Linked DNA regions of Arachis hypogaea: region 2 is linked to region 1. A link is a contact called in public Hi-C data. All regions are on one chromosome and are shown on one strand. The core of a region is the stretch at or near the end of the contact, and the rest is flanking DNA. Distances in the headings are between cores, read along the strand shown.

The links. A called contact is a pair of places that touch in the nucleus more often than the background predicts.
Region 2: a contact with region 1 is called in a Hi-C map of an unstated tissue, with 2.3 times the contacts expected there. The contact joins the promoter of LOC112788955 here to the enhancer-like site in region 1. A contact is called at or near these places in 4 of 8 Hi-C or Micro-C datasets (leaf and an unstated tissue).

What each region holds. Positions count from the first base shown.
Region 1 is chr1:853,067-858,502 of arahy.Tifrunner.gnm2.J5K5, reverse strand. No RefSeq gene overlaps it. Among protein-coding and RNA genes, the nearest start is that of LOC112714896, 6.6 kb to the right of the region's middle. Within about 2 kb of position 2,927, at least 1 of the 3 cell types and tissues checked has open chromatin away from gene starts, as enhancers often do.
Region 2 is chr1:894,871-901,006 of arahy.Tifrunner.gnm2.J5K5, reverse strand. LOC112788955 (fatty acid elongase 3-like) reads right to left here and starts at 1,668. Exons shown (of 1, transcript XM_025830650.3): 1 at 385-1,668. The coding sequence starts at 1,531. The coding sequence ends at 641.

The DNA of each region.
Region 1 (5,436 bases), core at 1,678-4,177:
CTTTTTGTAACAAGAGATTTTTAATTTGTAATAAGGCTTATGTCAATAACTTTGTAACAATTTATTTTTAGTTTTATATAGGTGTAGTCTATGGTGGCCACAAGTTTTGGTGGCTATGGTGACTATGAACTTTATAAAATGATATTTTCAATTATACAAAATGAAAAATTGAAATACGTTTCAGTTCTATTAATAAATAATGACATGTTTATGAGTCTGTAAATAAAAGAAAAAAATTATACCATTTATCATATTTTGACAAAAAAAATGATTTATCGTTTTCTTTCGTCGTCGGAAATGGAGCGCTACCAATGCCCAAAATTTAAAAAATGATAATATCTAAAAATACTTACATTGCATTAATTTTTTTCTCACGATAATAAATAATTATTTATATCTTTTATTTTTAATTAAAATAATCATTTTATTCCGCAATAAAAAAATTGAAGTCTAAAGTTACTATTATTAATTAAATTTTAATATTAGTCAAGTAAAATTTAAAATTATTAATTACAAAAAAGAAAAGTATAAGTAGACAATGAAAATATTAAATAATGTGAATAATAGATATATCGGATATTCAATTTATTAGGTGTGCAGATAATTATTCTCATATTAAAATTTAAGTGAATAATTTAAAATATAGTATATTTTATGTGAATTGAACTAATTTTAAAGTCTGTTGTTATGTTGTTTAAAAAAAATTAATAATTATTTAACATAACCCTTACAAAAAAATATACTATGTGTCATTGTTAAATTGATAGATCAATATATAGGCATTTATAGCCACCACATTGAAAGCCACCATAGTGGTGGCCTTTTATATATGGTCTTAAACATCTAAGGACTTCAACTTGAGTCTTTTAGTCTTAAAAGTGAAGAACCCAGTTCAACTCTTTATTGTATAAAAGAAATATTAGAGAGTTAGCAAAATTTATTTATTTATTTTTTTGTTAGTAATTAGTTAATAATATTTAACAATATAAATTAAAAATATATTATTAAATTAGTAGACAAAAAAATTAAATTATTAACTAAAAATACTAATAAAAAATAATAAAATCTGTTGGCCATTTAACATTATTAGTTAATTAAAGACCATGTCTATATAAATGAGTTATTAAAAGTTTCATATAGGTTTCATCATTATTTTTTCTACTTCCTTCTTTAGAGATATGTGAATTTGTAATCATAAAAAAAAAAACATTTCATCGTTAGTTTTTTGTTTCACTGTTATCATATTGGTAGAAGATTAGAAACCAATTTTTAATTAATAATCAACTAATATTTTATTTTATTTTATTTTATTTATCATTTTTGCTACTTATTACTTTATGCTCATTGTTAGTCAAAGAAGAGTTCACTCTCTATTAAAACCGGATTATATTATGAAAAATGTTAGGACTAATATTTTTTTATCAATATTAATGAATATTTTGAATCAATATTTTATTTTTATATTATTAAAATTTATAATTAATTAAATATTAGTTAAAAATGATCAATTTTGTTGATTATATTGTATCACTCTTTTATACTAACATTTTATGAGTAAAAATTCAATCCGTCATTTATTCATTTGTCTGTTTTCACAAAGTACAAGGTGTTTTTTGTCTAAAAAAAAAATATTTTTTCTATTCTCAACTTTTTTATTTTAAAACAATACGATTCTTCTGTCAAAACATTCGTTAAATAGTAATGAAAATTAATTTTGTAAAAATTTTACTTGTAATTTGTAGGGGTTTAAAATCTTCTACAAAATTTTTTTCAATGATATAACTAACTATGATCACTACTACCATCACCTTCTTCATTTTTATTATTATCAATTTTCCCTTACCTATTTCTATTGTATAACCATACTTTATCACCATTGTTATTTCTTCTACGCTCATCGTTACCAATACAAATATCATCAATATTAATGTTATTTTATTTTATTTATTGTTCGATACTTGTTCGATGCTATTTTTCTCTTTAAAAAATTTTCGTACTGTAATTATTTTTTTCTTCTGCAATATCATTTTCAGCAATGATCTTTCTCCACGTAACTACCGATGAAAGAATTTTTTAAAAATAACTTATTAATAGTTTGTGGACGTTTAAAACCCCCACAAATTACAAATAAAACCCGCCACAAAACTAATTTTCGTTATTATTTAACACATCTTTTAATAAAGAAGTCGTATTGTCCTAAAATAAAAAGGTTGATGGTTGAAGGATTTCTTTTTTTTTGGACAACAGACATCTTATTATTCTTCGTAAAAATAGATAAGAACCAGATTGATATTTACTCCACATTTCAAAATCCTTCACGAATATTTCAAAAGAAAAAAAATGATTTAATTTTAATAGTTTATCAATATAAAATAGTTTTATACGTACATTTAATTACGTATCGTTATATTAATAAAAATAACTATTTTTTTATTTTGACATTATAAATAGTTATTTAAAAAAGTAAATATAATTTAACAATTATATATACTGTTAGTGCATTAAAATTAAATTCCAAAAAAAATTATAAATCTTTCACTAATAGATCAGAGCTGGACTAAATTAAAAGGAAGGCGTGCCTAATTTGTGAATAATACTCTATTCATTAGAAAGGCGACCAGTCATAACAATGTTCCATTAAAACAAAAGCCTAAGAGCTAAGGCAATAGAGATAATGAAAGATAAAATTGAGGATTTCCCTTGGTGAATGTGGAACTTTTTGGGCCTCTATGATTGTTAGATGTAGGACACCGCCTTAGCAAATTTTGATTCTTGTGGGGCTAATATTCAAGACGTTTTATATCAAAATCAAACCAACACAACTAGAAGAAGGATATGATTAGAACGACAGCACGAATAAGACACTGCTCCAGTGTCATCAACGAATGCGTTAGTGCGTTGCAATCATGAATAGAAAACAGCCAAACAGGACAACAAATTTTAAAGAAACGGCGACGGTGCGCTACAACTTGGTCATTAAAGTTATATACCACGTCTGCAAAGTGATCTTGTTCATGTTGCCTTCGTTGTTATCCATTTCCTGGAAATTTGTCGTATATATTTTGAATTTCAATTTCATACACAATTAATATAAAATAATTTTATATATATGTTTAATTAGAATTTAATATTTTGATGTACTGTATAAAATAAATTTATATGTGTTCGATAAGTTATCCTACCGGACGGTTCGAGTTGTTAGTTGGGTGTGAAGATGGGTCCTGTCTTGGCGAGATGATTTAGCTGTCGTCCTCCCGATCTCTTGACGAGTAAAAGGGGATGCCACTTGCAAAAACACTCTGAGGTACAGACAGTAAAAGAGAAATGTTGTGATTACGTATCTTGGGAGAGGAGTAGGACCCTCCCCATATATACTGTGTCAGAGGTGGGTCTCGCACGGACAGACCCACTTTCTGCGAAGCTTTCCCTTGCTAGCTGTCACCAGGTGAGCTGGCACCCAGGAGGAAAGGTGCCTCGCGAGGCGGTCGTCCGGACCCGGCAAAGGGGCGTACCGGTCGGGTCTATTATGAAACCAGCCGGGTTGGGTCGCAACAATACGTACATCTAATTTACGTAATATCACATAATAAAAATAATTATCTTTTATATTAATTGTGTGAATAATCATTTAAAAAAACGAATGTCATTATATAATTTAGTAAAATACTTTACACTATTAATATATTAAAATTAAACTAATCTAATTATATAATTTTATGAATTAAATAATTATATAAAATATTTTATATTGTTAATATATTAAAATTAAGCTGATATATTTTAAGGGTACTTATTTTTATCCTTTATTATTTTTAATATCAATTAAATTGACACCATTATTGACTCATCACCTTTAGGCTTTAATGCTCTAACCAATTACGGTTCAATCATATCATATATCTTACATAGTTCCAGCAAAATCTATCAAATGAACGTAGAGGCCCACACACAGATTTATCATACATTTGTTAGGTACATAATATTTATGTGATTTTATTTAATAATTTAATTTTTAAAATAAATAGTTTTATCATATAAAATAACATATAGTTATGTATAATCACACTTAACTAATTTTACAAACAAATTAATTATAAGATACAAAGTTAATCTTGTAGTTCAATGTAACTGTGTTTCGGTTTAGGAGAATTAGTTTGTAATATGATATAAGAATTTTTATAATTAAAATATAAAATAGGTTAATTTTTCTTATTTTTATTCTTTTTAATAAAAATAAATAATTTTACGCACAAAATACAGAAGAATTTGTGTAGTCTATACCTTAAATTTAGAAAAAGAAAATGAACAAAAAACATGTCAACCAGCATAAAAGTAAAGTAATCACATACATATCTTAATTTATCTAACAGACTAAAGTTGTGAAAAATAATTATTTCATAATATTTGAATCAAATGAGTGTGGACCTAATTCAATATGATTTAGGAATTTATCACACAAAATTAAGATGTCATTATCGTAGAATAATGATAATATGGAGGGAAAAAATCGATGGTGAAAACTCAAGTGAAGTCGACTTCACGTGAAGTTAATATCTAAGAGTCGTTAGATGAAAATTTAGTCAAATCAACCAAATTATCTAACAATTCTCAGGTATTAACTTCAAGTGAAGTTGACTGTACCTAGGGGTGGCAAACGGGCATAAACCCGCCGGGCCGGCCCGTGTAACCCGCCAAAAAAGGCGGGTTGGGCTGAAAAATCGGGACCGCCAAATAGCAAAAGTCCGCCTAACCCGCACCGTTTAAACCACGAGTTTTGGCGGGCTTTGGCGGGGCGGAGCGGGCTTCCCCGCTGGGCTAAGATTTTTATTAGTGAGGGGGTATTTTTGCAATCTTTTTGCCAAAACCTAGCTTCCCCGAACCTAACTTACAAGAGTGTGAAGATAAAAATGGAGTGTTTTGAATTATGTTTATGTTATTTTGGAGACAATATTTATAATTATGTTTTGGATTATATTTATTTTGCTTTGGAGAGAATATTTATACTTATATTTTAAATGAAAATTTGGTTTATAATTATATTTATTAGATATTTATAATTACAAAGATTTTAATGTTTGTGAATATAAAAAATATAATTTTTTATGCCATTAGAAATTATAAATTTATTAATATAGTTGTGAAATTATATATATTACCTAGTAGTTAATAGTAAAAAAAAAAAGAGGAGCTTTGGCGGGCTTAGCCCGCCAGCCCGCCAGCCCGCAGTTAGGCGGGGCGGGCTAGGATTTTAGGACCGCCTCACTAGGCGGGGCGGAGCGGGCCAACCCGCCAAAGGACGGGCTTCTGACGGGGCGGGGCGGGCTTCCCCGCTTGCCACCCCTAACTGTACCTGAGTTTCCACCAAAATCGATGAGAAGCAGCAACGTATGGAACTTGTTGAAGTCTGCGCCAATTACGAAAAACTGGAAAAGATTG
Region 2 (6,136 bases), core at 419-2,918, 44 kb before region 1:
CCTAACGTGAGATGAATATTCTACGCGATATGCATCCGTGATAACCAAACACAACAAATTCTCAATCATATTCATTACACGTAATTGACAAAACTTTAATTTTCTACATTATTGTAGTTTCAATTATTTCTATACTTAAAAAGTACCTTCCACTTTCTACTGTTTTTGTCTTAGCTATACTTTTGTACAAAAAGTGACCAACCATTAACCTGGAAATTTTGGACCCAAACAGCAGCATAGACCATAGAGAGTGCCACTCATTTTCTGATCCTCAGCTTACAATTATCATTATCTACTCCCCACCGCTTTGAAATAACTGTCTACTCCGTAAGATGAGAATTCATCACAAGTTATTTTTACGTGAAGCTATTACATCGATGATAATTTAGTTAAATATATTAAATTATCTAATATTTTTCGTCTATTAACTTTAAGTAGAAATAATTATAAGGGAGTCTTCACCCTTTCATAAAGGAAAAAATTCAAGTGCAGTCGGCTTCACATAAAATTAATAGATGAGAGCTATTAGATGATCAACTTCATATGAAGTCGACTGTACCTGAGTTTCCACCTTTCATAAATTAGTACATTGGATTTTTGAATGGACAAACTATGAAGGACGGAAGGGAATAACTGATTTTCAATTTCCAGAGATCAAAACAGGGCACGATGAGCGAGCACAGTCACCATGAATGATCTTTCTCTCCCTCTTGCCAAAAACATAAACCCTCACATAGAAGTTGAGGAAGAGCAACAACACAGCGCCGTTGAGGACAGAGTTGAAGACCCACGCGCCAATCCCATTGCACCCACCCTTGAAGAAGAAGTGGAGAAAGAAAACCCCAACGTGGCACGCAACGTTGCAACCGAGGAGGGCGATCTGACAGTTGAGGACGAACGGAAAACAGGCGCCGCGGAAGCCAATAGCTGTCCAAAACTTGTAACCGTAGACGAGGGAGTAGACAAGAGTGGTGAAGAGGATTGCGAGGACCTGAAAGGACTGAGAGAATTCGAGCCACAAAAATGACGTGAAGGCGGAGATGGAGTGGTTAAAGACTTGAAAAAACAACAACCTGCGACGTCTTAAGATTGCAAGAATGGTGGTGAGCATATGGAGGAAGCGGGAGAGATAGTAGAGGTAGGACCAGAAGAACACCCGGCCGGAGGGGCGAGTGCCGAGTGGGAAACAGAGTAGCCACTCCAAGGGGGTCTTCGTGCGGCGCCAGAACCACCGGGTGTCGCGGATCTCTGCGGCGGCGGAGAGGAATATGCCGGCGAAGATTGTGGCGGAGAGGAGGGACAAGGCGAGGCTGTGGAGGGCGGGGAGGGGGCCGAGGGGAAGAGGACGGCGGAGGGGGCGGAGGAGGAGGGATAGGGAGAGGGAGAGAAGGAGGTAGAGGGATATGGAAGAGAAGAGGAAGGACCACGTGGAGCCCCACGATTGGGTGTGGCTCCAACGGAAGCCGACAATTGAAGGGTGCTCGGAGAGGTAGAAGGTGATGAGGGCGTGGATCGACGGTGGGTTGCCCATGGAGGTCGTGGTATAGTCAGTTGGGTTTTTTCATTTGTTCGGAAACTGCGTCTCAGAGACACTGGGATATAGCGAGCCTGCCAGTGCCAACTGCCAAGCAGCGCGATGATTAAACAATTATTCCATTTGAGAGAAAAAGATCATATATAGTAGCGCACCTATTCATTAAAATTAAATTAATTGAGATAGTAAATAATTTATCAATTTAATTAAAAGATTTTGAATTTAAATTTTTAAAGTATCATTTTTTGAATTATATATAATAAAAAATATTTTAAAAAAAGAGACCAACTCTTCTAATGTCTTCGTTATATATAATATAGATATATAAAAATAATTATAATAGCAAACAAAATAGTTATTTAAATTGCTATCTAAGTATCTAACAAATTTGAAGTGTGAAAATATTCTACTATATATTTGTTGTATAAAAGTTCTAAAAAATTATATTGGTAACAATAAATTCCTGTTAACTTTGTTAATATCCACAATTTTAATATAGAAAAGTATAAATAGACAATGAAAATATTAAATAATGTGAACAATAAATATATCAAATGTGGATGGTTATTCTAATATTAAAATTTAGATAAATAATTTAAAGTATAATATATTGTTCAAGAAAGTTATTAATTACCTAACATAACTCTTTTAATATTGTTGAGGAGTTAAAAGTGCCTAATCAATATTTTTTTAAGACAAAACTAACCCCAAGTATTACTCTTTTGAAATTAGTCTCACGCTAACATACGTTTCATCTAAAATCAGTAAGAAATTCGTCACTTTATTTTCAAGTAAAATGTAATACAATTAGCCTTTTCTAAGACTATAATAATTATTTTTTTATATGGTGTACAAAATTTATATGTTGTTCCCTCCCCATCAAAAGATAACATGAAAAACAAAGTTTACTAGCTAGTTATGTGAAGTTAAGAATATCTTTATGACAAGAAGAAGCAACACTTTGAAGATGCTTAGCCCAAAACTTCAAATATTTGATACCCATTATATTATATTTTCTTTAAAATAGAATTCTAAAATTTTAAATTCATTCCCCTCTGATCTGAGGTGCTGATCGTATTCGTTTTTTTTTTTTTCGTTTTTGTTTGACTGTTAGTTTTCTTAAAAAACAATTTGTGTGTTTTGCTAAATAATTTATTAATTTTCTTAAAACACACAAATCTGTTAACACAAACACCTCTATCAATCGATTTAGGTTTTTTTGTGTTTTGCTAAATAAATTATGCGTTTTTTCCTATAGAAATTTATTGTGTTTTTGGGTGAAGCTTTTCATATCATTAACTAATTTAATGCACAAAAAATACATTATTTAACTAAAAATAATAAATAAAAAATATAATTATTTCATAATAAACTAACATGACGAATAAAAATTATTTCATATCATTAACTAATTTAATCCATAAAAATATATTAATTAATAATAGATTATCATAATTATTTTATAATAAATTAACACGACAATAAACATTATTTCATATTATTAACTAATTTAATACACAAGAAAAAATATTATTTAATTAAAAATAATAAATAAAAATTTATAATTATTTTATAATAAACTAACATGACAAATAAAAATTATTTTATATATACCTAATCAAATTTTAACTCTACTCTTTTAACAAATCTCATTCAAATAAATATTAAACATCTAATTAACTAAAACTAAATAAATCAAAATATATTAATTAATTTTCCATTAAAAATAACAAATACATGACTTTGAAATTCAGTATTTCGATCACATATCAGGTTGCATTCAGTCTATTAATATTTTTTTGTTTTATCAAACGTAATCCCTCATCTAGATGTATGCTTTTAAAATTATCCAAGACTCTAGAATAGTAGAATATAAGAAATGAAGCAATAGTTTTCACTTACACACCCCTTATATGGTGGTAGAAGACATCTTAAGTACTATGCTCTTTTTTCCATTAAGGACGTATCCAAGGTACACTAGGGTTCGTTTGAAAAGATTTAAAAATAGTTTTTTTGAGTTTTTATTTATAAAAAATAGTAATATTAATATTTGGTGTAATTTTTAAAATTAAATTATAGTTTTTTAAGAAGTTATTTAAGAGTTTATAGAAAAGTTAAAAAAATAACTTTCTCTCATAATATTTTTATTTTTTATCACATTTCTATTAAATAAGCTCTTTTAAAACTAAAAATCCAAATACAAAATAACTTATTTATAAACTATTTTTTATATAATCATTTATTGTTTAAGGTATTTTTAAAAAAAAAACTTAATTAAGTCGGTTAACTAAATATCCCTTTACCACACTTGGGTTATGCTTTCCTGTTGTGTTTCATATTTAGTGTACTCAAGATGTTTGTTTAACATGCTTTTGGGTAATATATTCGAAATATAATTGTTAATAGATAAACGTAGCGTTACAGATTACACATTTTTTGTAAATATTATATTTAAATAATTAAAATAAAAAAATCACAAATTATAAAAACTTACTACCCTGCCACTATTTATATATTAATAGACAATACTAGTTTTGTTAGAAATAGTGACAGGAATCTACAATTTATATATTTTTGTAAAGTATATTACTCTATCATGATTTATGTACAATTTCAGTTTAAAATTAATTCATAAATTGTCCCTCCCTACCACAATATATCTTTTGAGGTAAAATTGAATACTCTAACACAGTTTATATAAATAATTAAAAAGAGACTTTTGTGTATTTTATTTTCGAAAAATCATATAAAATCGATTTTCTAATAATTTATTTATGTAAAAAAACCTTAAATTTATTATCAATTTAATTTCAAATCTCTGAGTTCAATTTATATTTCATTTGCCAAAACCACTAATAAAAAACACAAGTCATAGTTTGCTTCAAAAGGACAACAAGCATGATAATTAATTAATTATTCCTGGGAAGCTTCGTTTGAATTTTATGTGTTGGTTTCTCTTTAAATCTCAATTTTGACTTTTTCTTGGTAACATAATTTTCAAATATTTGGTTATTTTTCATCCCGTTTCTATTACCAGATAAAAAACAATTTGCACATTTTTTACACTATTCCTCTTGCGGTCCCTCCTTCTTACTTTCTCTATATATTTTATTAAAAAATTTTAAGAAGCTAATAACTTTTATTAATATTAATCTAATATTTTAATTAATAATTTATTTTTATATTATTCAAATTTAAAGTAATATTTAAAATATAATATATAATATATAAAATATTAATTAAATATTATAAATTTTATTAATAATGTAACATTATTATTATTCTATTCCCTTTTATATTCCTAACCCAGGGCCAGTGGGTTGGGTTATCATCATCGGAGGCATATTCGTCTTAAATTCATTTTGATGCTGAGGAGTGAGGAGCGGTCAAATCAACTTTAGAAACTGGCTTGATTGTATGATACGTTACGTTGACGGCGTGCAATTGCCAAATTAAATGAGAAATTGAGAAATCGTGATTGAGAGAGAAAACGATTAACTTGGATCTAAAATGAGAAAATTTTATAAAGAAATAGTTGACAGAATAGAACTGTAACTTGGGTAAAACTTATTTTCTGTTGTATTTCAAGTTTTAAAACTTTAATTTATTCGTAGGTATTTTAAAATACCCATCTTCAATGATTTTTTATTACCACCATAGAGGGTGGTTAGTGAGAACGAATTTCAAATTCTCATGAGAATCAATGTTACCATAAAAAAAAAATACAAACAAATTTATAATTAATTACCCTTCAGGAATCTTAATTTCATTTGTTATACATTCAATTAGTGCGAAACCCTGCAATGAAAAAGACCACACTCTATATTACAACAATTCAATTGTATGTATATGATTGATAAGTTTATTGACATTTCGATTTCTAACGACATAATGTCAATAAGAAATAAAAGTCTATTTTTAATATCACTTAAAAATGTAAATTCAATATAAAAGTGATAAAGAAATAGGGATATCACTAGTGAATTTTATTTTGGTCCAGTGAATTTTCTTCTATTTTACATCATTTAGCCTTTTCATAAAGATATTACTCATATAAAGATGACAAAAATAACTTTTTTATAAATTACTCATATAATAAAATAAATTTTACTAACTACTCCGATTCTATTAAGGATTTTCCAGTTCTTACTTCCTCTTTCTAATTCTTTCAGTTCAGTTACAAGTGTTTTATTGTGAAGCTGTGGAAGCATATAAAGATTTTGTTCAAGGATCGAGTTGTTGTTAGGATTTATTTTTTCCTTACCTTATTAGTTGGAGTTTTATTCACAAGGGTAGATTTTGTAGTTGTATGTAGAATAAATAACCATTTGTACCCATGAGAGATGAAAACGCTGACATTTGTATCCATGAAAGCTCGAAACTAATCTTGTACCCATGATAGATGCTGTCCGTGTGACAAAAATACCCTGACTTGGATCTGAGCTTGGTTCATGGGTTTCCGAACCTACGTGGCACTCCCACCCCCTCCCCCCAACCCATATTGAGCCAACCATTCACCATCATCATCTTCATCTTCTTCACCATCATCCCCATCCATCACTGTCTCTTCCCAATCACCATAACCTCCATCACCATCACCTC